Regions from separate parts of the Mus musculus genome. Here regions 1 and 2 are each linked to region 3. The links are chromatin contacts, called in public HiChIP or PLAC-seq and promoter capture Hi-C maps. All regions are on one chromosome and are shown on one strand. Each heading gives the region's core, a stretch centred on a gene start, on an enhancer-like site or on the middle of the called end of the contact. The rest is flanking DNA. Distances are from core to core; before and after follow the strand shown. Region 1 holds the start of Engase (endo-beta-N-acetylglucosaminidase). Region 2 holds the start of Alyref (Aly/REF export factor). Region 3 holds the start of Endov (endonuclease V).

Evidence for each region. Promoter capture Hi-C pulls out the DNA fragments that hold promoters and counts their contacts. HiChIP or PLAC-seq counts read pairs in DNA pulled down with a chosen protein or histone mark.
Region 1: a contact with region 3 is called in a promoter capture Hi-C map of embryonic stem cells, with 2.8 times the contacts expected there. The contact joins the promoter of Engase here to the promoter of Endov in region 3.
Region 2: a contact with region 3 is called in an H3K27ac HiChIP or PLAC-seq map of microglia, with 6 times the contacts expected there. The contact joins the promoter of Alyref here to the promoter of Endov in region 3.

Annotation. Positions count from the first base shown.
Region 1 is chr11:118,475,509-118,478,208 of GRCm38.p6, reverse strand. Engase (endo-beta-N-acetylglucosaminidase) reads right to left here and starts at 1,377. Exons shown (of 14, transcript NM_172573.3): 1 at 1,105-1,377. The coding sequence starts at 1,223.
Region 2 is chr11:120,597,062-120,599,761 of GRCm38.p6, reverse strand. Alyref (Aly/REF export factor) reads left to right here and starts at 1,397. Exons shown (of 6, transcript NM_011568.1): 1 at 1,397-1,657; 2 at 1,996-2,127. The coding sequence starts at 1,424. Anapc11 (anaphase promoting complex subunit 11) reads right to left here and starts at 1,230. Exons shown (of 3, transcript NM_001038230.2): 1 at 892-1,230; 2 at 394-520. The coding sequence starts at 502.
Region 3 is chr11:119,489,905-119,492,604 of GRCm38.p6, reverse strand. It overlaps Endov (endonuclease V), which reads right to left and starts at 1,258. Exons shown (of 9, transcript NM_001164636.1): 1 at 1,146-1,258; 2 at 649-820. The coding sequence starts at 1,201. A930037H05Rik (RIKEN cDNA A930037H05 gene) reads left to right here and starts at 1,370. Exons shown (of 4, transcript NR_153849.1): 1 at 1,370-1,562.

The DNA.
Region 1 (2,700 bases), core at 128-2,627, 1.0 Mb after region 3:
ACAGTTATCCAAGCTGGCATCCTTAAAAGCCCCCAGGGCCTGAGGCCATCAGGAATGACTTGAGCTCCCTCCTCAGGTTCTGCCATCAATCACACTGTCCCTCTGTAAGTAAACTGAGGAGCCTTTGGAACTGCGGGGATGGCCAGACAGTAGCAGGCTAAAATGGAGACGTCATCTTTTTCTTGTGGTGCTAGGGGCTCAAACCCAGAACTTCCTACATCCTAGGCAAGTGCTCTGCCATGAATCTCTCTCAAGACCTTCCATTTTAATTTTTGCGATGTGGCCTCACTACACCAGGTTGGGGCCTCAAACTTGTGATCCTCTTGCCTCACCCCATCAAGGAGTTGGAATTAAAGGCCTGTGTCATCAGGCCATGCAAAACACCCGCCTTTGAAATCTCACCACCAAATACTCCTCTTCCAGATGGCGCCCCCCTGGCTGACTCCTTTATCCTTCAGCTGCACCCAAAGGAACTCAAAGTCATCCCGTCTGCCCATGCCCACCTGTCACCTGAATGTCCCTCCAGTAAGAAGGAAAAGGACCTCTTAGGATGGCTTCTACCCACAAATACCTTTCCCGTCGGTCAGCAACCATCCTAAAGTCTGAATAGCCCATCTGTCTCACTGCTGTGGGTTTAAAAACGAAGCAGGACACATCAAGTTTGTGCTGATACCTTTCCCAGTGTCCCACCGACCACGGGGTTACAACCCTGGACCAGGGGGGTATGTCTGTCCACTTCTTTGCCTTTGTGCCTTTGCTCATTCTGATCCACCTAGTACAGTCCTCGTCCCTAAAGATTCAGTTCAAATATTACACGAACAGAAAGCCATCCATGTTCGGGATTGCCTAATCTATAGGGCCAAAGGAAGGTGCAGTAGCCTTGGCGCCAGACTGCCAGAACGAGATCCCGATGGGCTGGGACAGGGTCCGTCATAGGTTAGGAACAAGGGAGCTGCTAACTTGCTCGGGTGGCCCGTCTGCGACCGGGGATAGAAGGATGGAGGGACGTAGGTTTGTCCGCAAGCGACAGACAGTGTCGCGCTGCACGACAGGCAGCATGGCCACCCCAAGCCCAGACCTGGAGCTCAGCCCAGCCGTGCGCACCTCCGCCCCTGCCTCCGCCGCCCCGGCCTCCGCTCCGTCTGGTCCCGCGCCTGCTTCTCCGGGGCCGCGGGGCTCCGCTGCCTTGCAGCTCCCCGGGTCAGCACCGACGAGGTCTCCATGACTGTCAGCGACTGCCGACCGCTAAGCCCTCCAGACACTGCTCCAACAGCCAATCGCAAGCCTGGGCCTGCCCCTGCCGCAGCTCTCAGCCAATGGTGAGTGTGCAGCGCCGCGGTTGGCTCGCACCGAGTTCCGGCTAGGATCTGTCCACGTTCTGCAAGCGGCGGGTGTAGAGCCTGAGTTAAATAACCGGAGAGACGGGGCGGGACCTGATGGGCGGGGTCTAGGAGAAAGGCGGGGCTGCGTGGATCCTGAGCCCAAGGTTCTGAGACCCAAAAAAGTGTTATTTAGAGTTAGCCACGAAGTTTTCTTTCCAGACGAATGAAACAATCTGCCAGCGACAACCAAGTCGGTACACGTTAGCAATGAGCCCTGGAACTGGGCCACAGAGACTGGTGGCCTAGCTTCCCTGGGTCCCTGGCTCCTTGGATCCCTGGATTCCTGGATGGGATCTAATATTACAGGCACCTGTAATATTCTGCTTTTTTTAAGAAATTAAAATATAATTACATGTTTCCCTTCCCTTTCCTCCCTCCAATAGTTCCTGTGTACCTCATCCAATCTCTCTCAAATTCATGATTTTTACTTCTTTAATGTTTGTCATCTACGTGTGTGTATATATAAACACAACCTGTTCGGTCCCTTTAATGTTACTTGTATGCAAATGTTTTCAGGGCTGACCGTTTGGAATTGGATAACCAACACAGGCTGACGATTGTCTTTTCTTACTAATGAACAAAAGAAAGAGGTGTTATAACCAGCTTGAGGCAGGGCTCCATGGGATGCTATAGCCAGGTACGATGGGAAACCTAGGAGTAAAGGCAGGTGGAGAGATGGGGGCAGTGCTGCTGACCTGGAGGGACTGTTTCCATCTGTCCTGTAGGGTGGTCAGCATGGTGAGCATGGATAGTTTTCCCCTGAATGCATTCTTCTTACTCTTAAGCCTGTGTTCTGCAGGAAATAAATCCTCTCAAGTATTCAGGGTCCAGGAAGCTGCATCTGCCAGAGGGCACCTCCCACAGTACCTGGGCACAGAAGAGATTCACAGTAACCTTGATGGTCCTGTGTTCAGAGCGGTGAGCAGAAATGCCAGAAGACGAGGAAATGGCTTCTCCTCCCTGAGCCCAATACCCCTCTGCAGCTTGCAGCTTCTGGCCCCACAGCAGCTTGCCCAAGCCAAGTTCTCTGGGCCTCTTTATTACTGTTTACAGGCTTTGAGCTTTATGAGGCCCCAAGCATCCATAAACGCCAAGGGTGGGGATGGTGACTAAGGTGGTTGAATATAGGCCCTGGTTACATTGCCTGTTGGCCAGTCGGCCAGGGAAGGGACGCTGGGGAGCAGGACACTCTGATCTGTGGGACACAGTTGGCAGGACACCTCTTCCCACTGACCCAGGGTGGGGAGGGAAGCTCTGTGTGGGGCTGCGACAGAGAGAAGGTAGCAGGTCACAAGCCCAAACACAGTCATCTACTATA
Region 2 (2,700 bases), core at 148-2,647, 1.1 Mb before region 3:
CTTTTATCAAGTCAGGGCTTTTCTTTGTAGCCCTGGTTATCCTGGAACTTGCACTGTTTGGCTTTTTGTTTTTGTTTTGTTTTGTTTTTTGTTTTTTTTTCAAAACAGGGTTTCTCTGTGTAGCCCTGGCTGTCCTGGAACTCCCTCTGTAGATCAGGCTGGCCTTGAACTCAGAGATTCACTTGCCTCTGCCTCCAGAGTGCTGGGATTAAAGGCGTGCAACACCACTGTCCGGTGGGGTTTCGGTTAGGGTTAGGTAACTTGTCCTGTTGACCAGGCTAAACTCAAACTCAGAGATCCTCCAGTCTCTGCCTACCCAGTGCTGGGAAACCTAGGGATTTTTAGGCTGGTGGAGTAGGCTAAAGTTCTGAGAGCGCATAGGAAGACACTTACAGTCTGGACAGCAGCCATTAAACGCCATCCTGCAGATGCCGCAGTTCTCATCATTGGCTACCCAGAGCCAAGTGGCCACACCATTCCAACATTTAATTTTCACCTTCATGACAACAGAGCCTGTGACCTGAGGGAAGAGGATGACCTGGAGTTAGTACGGAATACGAAAGCACCTAAGCTCAAAGTCATGGAGCTGCGGCAAGTGCTGCACTCGTCAAGAACGGCATCTTCCAAAATTCCGTGCGTCCCGACCAAAAAGAAAGAAAAAGGCACGTGTTTGTCTTTAAAGACGGCAAGGAGAGCCTGTGGGATTAATGGCACGAGTTTATTTTGCCACCTTTAAGGATGCCTTTAAAGATCTGCACTCATGTAGTCTGGCACGGTGGCACACGCCTCTAATCCCGGGGCAGAAGCAGATCAGCCAAACAGGAAACGAAAACAAACAAAAAAACAAAAACAAAACCTCCGCATCCACGCAAAACATTGGTTTTCACTAACCAGGGCCTCGCTTTTAAAGATATGGAAAGAGTGACTGTCACTAATCCGCGAAGTTAAAGCAGGGGTGAGGACGCCAGCTCGTCAGGAGACCGAGCCTTCGAGCAAAAACAACCAAGTCGGACCCACGGACCGGCCGGGACCCCCACGATCGCACGGTGAGGAGGGACGCGGGACGCGCACACTGCGCTGCACCCAGGCGACGCCCGAGGATCTTCCGGCCTCCCAGGGAGGCGCCCGCAGGCCCCGCCCCCTGCTCGCCCTCGCACCTCCGCGGCCTAATCACGAGGCGCCCCGCCCTTCCGTTGCCTCCGCGCGGGAATGTATAAAAACGACCGCGCCGCGTCGGGCTCCTCCGAAGTAGCGCCAGCCACCGCGGCGAGCCGTACGCAGGCGCTCTGCGGAATCGCGCGCGCCCAGACCAATCGCCGCTCGCTTCGGGCCCGCGACGCCGGAAGGCAGGGGGAGGCGCCGGAAGTGACGCCGCGGCGTGCTGACGCGCGGGCTCGATCCGAGGCCCGAATCCGCGCCCGCCATGGCCGACAAAATGGACATGTCTTTGGACGACATCATTAAGCTGAACCGGAGCCAGCGAGGAGGCCGCGGCGGGGGCCGGGGTCGCGGCAGGGCCGGCTCCCAGGGCGGCCGCGGCGGCGCAGTGCAGGCCGCCGCGCGGGTGAATCGAGGCGGCGGGCCTATGAGGAACCGGCCCGCCATCGCCCGCGGCGCCGCAGGCGGCGGCAGGAACCGGCCGGCGCCGTACAGCAGAGTGAGTGCGGGGACCTGCGGCGCGGGCCGGGGAGGGTGCGCCCGGGCCGGCCGGGACCGGGTGAGCGTCCCGCGCGGGACCGCGGCCGAGGGGTGGGCGGGGGCGAGGCCGTCCCGAGGCCAGGATCTTCCGGGACGCTTTGTCCGGTCGTGGTCCAGCCTCGTGGCGGCGGGGGCCGCTGCGAGAGAACTTGGGTGTCCGTAGCGGAGCGGCGGGGCTGGGGGACTCTCGGGGCTCCTCGACCTTGGCCGCGGGGCCGACGGGAGAGCGTCGCCGAGGTGTCGCGGGCTCCCGGGACGAGTCTCACGAGTGTCTCTGTGCTTACGGTTTCTCTCCAGCCGAAACAACTTCCCGACAAATGGCAGCACGACCTCTTCGACAGCGGCTTCGGGGGTGGAGCCGGCGTGGAGACCGGCGGGAAGCTGCTGGTGTCCAACCTGGACTTCGGAGTGTCAGATGCTGATATTCAGGTAGGAGACGGGAGCTCTCCGCTTTCCTCGTCCCACGCGGACGTGGGCTCCAGGATCCTTTACAGATTGGAACCTGCCCTCCCCTAGGCTGCCCAGAGCCAGCCACTGTCACCCTGAGAGCCTTGGCCTCAGAAAAAGTAGGGTTTGAGCACGACCCCATAAGCCAGGCTGCAGGAAGATGTCACACACTGTGTGTGTATGTGTGTGTGTGCGCGCGCCCCCCTAAAAATGAGTCCTGTCTGCTGTCCAAACTGTGAGCGCCTGCCCTGTGCCAGAGCTTACAGTTTCTAACCTGCACAGACTGGCCACAACTCCGGTCCCAGCATGACCGAAAGGTGCTTGCTTCTCAGATTTATGCTCGATATGGTGAACTGATAGGAGAAGGAAGTCCAGCATCTCCCAGATGCTGAGAAAGGTGGCTGAGAGTATCTTCCAGCCTGCGTCTCTGTGCTGGATCTTAACTGGCGATCTTTCCTGGGTCTTACCTGGGTCATGGTTCTCCATGCCTTCGAAATATTTTTTTTCTCTTCCCCTCCCTTCTTGGATTTTGTGTCTTTTTAAATTTCTTTATAA
Region 3 (2,700 bases), core at 9-2,508:
CTAGATTAGTCCCTCCTCCTCCTCCTGGAGTCTTCCCTCCAATAAATCTCTTTCATAAAATTTCCTGCTTGGTGTAACTCTCCTGTCAGAAAAGAAGCAAGGAAGAGAAGAGAAGAGAAGAGAAGTGGAGAGAGCGGGGCTGAGGCTTCCTCTCAGAGCTGTGTGGTTCCCGGGTCCTTGTGTCTCACGATGCCTTTCCATTGGGACACCTTTCCCCTCAGAATTTTAAGGTCCCTGGGCTTCCGAGTCCCTTCCATCTGATCAGAAACACAACAACCAGACCTGGAATTGTCTGTCGATCCTTTAAAAACTACTTTTAATTCACCATTTGTGTACATATATGTAGACCCGTGGGAGTTTATGTACATCACAAGCATCCTGGTGCCCATATTTCCTCTGCTTTTTGCTTTTGAAAACTTTTCTTCAAAGGCATTCCAATCTATTCATTACACTCTACAAACGGGGTGGAAGTGTATCAGTCCCTTGCCTAACACATTCGAGGGCCTGAGTCGGCTTCCTAGCATCAAATATATATATATACACTACGGGGTGCAAGTATTAAAAAAAAAAAGTAAATTTTATAAAACTGGACCCTGGCTCTCTGCCTACGATCGAACTGCACCGGGCGCAACATCCCACCCGGGTTACCTTGAGCTCGGGGTAGCTCAGCACTACCAGGGAAGCGCAGGCCCGGACACTGTCCCCTTTCACGAAGGACACATCCACGCCCCCGACCTTCTGCAGGCCCGAGAAGCTGGGGTCCCGCTGCCAGGCCTCCGTGTCCCGATCCACCACGCGCGCTTTCAGCCGGGCTTGTTCCCTAATAGGACACGAACATCAAACGGGCTCAGGGCCCATGGGAAGAGCGCGACGCTCGGGGCGTCCCCCCTCCCAGCCCACCCTCTCTCCTTTTTGTCCATCAAGCCACACTGAGAAGGAAAAGCTCTCGGCGATGGGAATCCCCGGTACCGGAAACGAGGACCACGCCCACAAAGGCTGGCTGCAACTTCCGGCAGCCGGCGGCCCGGAGCAGGCCTGTGCCGCAGCACCGAGGGTCAGTTTCCCAGCCGCCACAGGGGCTGTGAGGTCGGAGGTCACTGGAGAAGGCCACCCCCTTGGCTAATGCACGACCCCGACCCCATTACCCTTTCCACAGCGACAGGGTTTCCTCTGGCGGCCGCTCAGCGGCCGTGTGAGCCATGGCTAGCGCCTCGAGGCTTTGAGGACGTCACTTCCGGAGCGCCGGCGCCGAGCTGTTAGCCTCGCTCGTTTAGCGTCCCTCCGCTTCAGCTGAGGTTGCCGCCACCAGGGGCCGCTGTCACAGCAGTGCTGGGCGCCGAGCGCTGACTTCTTCCCGCGCGACTCTCTCAGATGCCGGCGTCCCGTCCCGTAGGTGGGTTGGCGCACAGGTTTGGGAAATGCAAGCCCAGCTCTGCGCCTTACCTGGCGCCTCCAGCCCTCCAGCAGCTTCGGCCCCGCTCTGAAAAGATTGGCCAGCAGTTGCATCCCTCGCACACACGGAGCCCTGAGCCCTGGGGTAACGCGGTTCCAATTACTGCCAGGTTCGGGTCCGCACATCGACACATTGCGTATGAGCACGCGCTTGCGGAGCAGAAAACCTCTGTGCAAACTTGAGACACCTTTGCAGCATAGATTTTTTCAGTTGTACCGATTGTGAGAAATTAGTCCGGAATAAGAACTCAAAAACCAGTGAAGTCGAGGGTCCTGGGCGTGGGCGCACTCCATTAATTCCAGCATTTGAGTAAAGAGGATCCCTGAATACGAGGCCAGCCTGGTTTACAGTAATTGAGTTCTAAGACAACCAGGACTACACGGAGAAATCCCATTTCGAAAAAACAAAAACAAAGGATCCTCCAGACCAGGGTGTGTGTGTGTGTTAGTTAGGGTTCTTCTAGAGGAAGAGAACCGATAGAAAATACATAAAGGGGATTTAGAGCTTGCCATAAGCAGGCAAAAAACAAAAGCTTCCTTCTTTCATGTCTTTTTATACAGGCTGCCACCAGAAGGTGTGTCCTAGATAGAGGGCAGGTATCTGGACTCTTAGGTTTTAGTTCATTCCAGATATAGCCAAGTCCACAAACAAGATTAGGCACTACAGGGTGTCAACCCAAAACAAAACGCAAAGTTGGCTATGCTCAACGATTTGGTGCAGAACTGTAGTTTTTATATTCTTGATTGCATTAGTCTGCCTCATTCATTTCCTGCTGGGTGAGTACTTAATGAGGACCAGTCTTTCTGTTTCTAGTATAGGTCTCTTACCCCAAATACCCATCCTGTCCGTTTAGTACCCAGAGCCTTACCTAATGTGTATCTCCCTCTCAATGACATGAGCTCAGCAGACTGTAGTGTTTTTTTTTTTTCTTAGAGATTTATTTTCATTCTTGTAAGTCTGGTAACGAATGCAGGTGCCCACGGAGACCAGAAGAGTTAGATTCCCCTGGAGCTCAAGTTACAGGAGCCTGTGGTCCTCTTGACATGGGTGCTAGGCATTGAATTTGGGCCCTCTGAAACAGCAGCACATATTTGGCAATTGCTGAACCAGCTCTCCAGCTCTAGATTGTAGCCTTTTGTTTGTCTTTACCTTAAGACAAAAGAGCCAAGGCCAGCAGGTACCAGCAGGAAGGACTGGGGTTTGCGACCTCTTGCTTTTTTATGATCTGGTAAACTTAAGTGTATCTA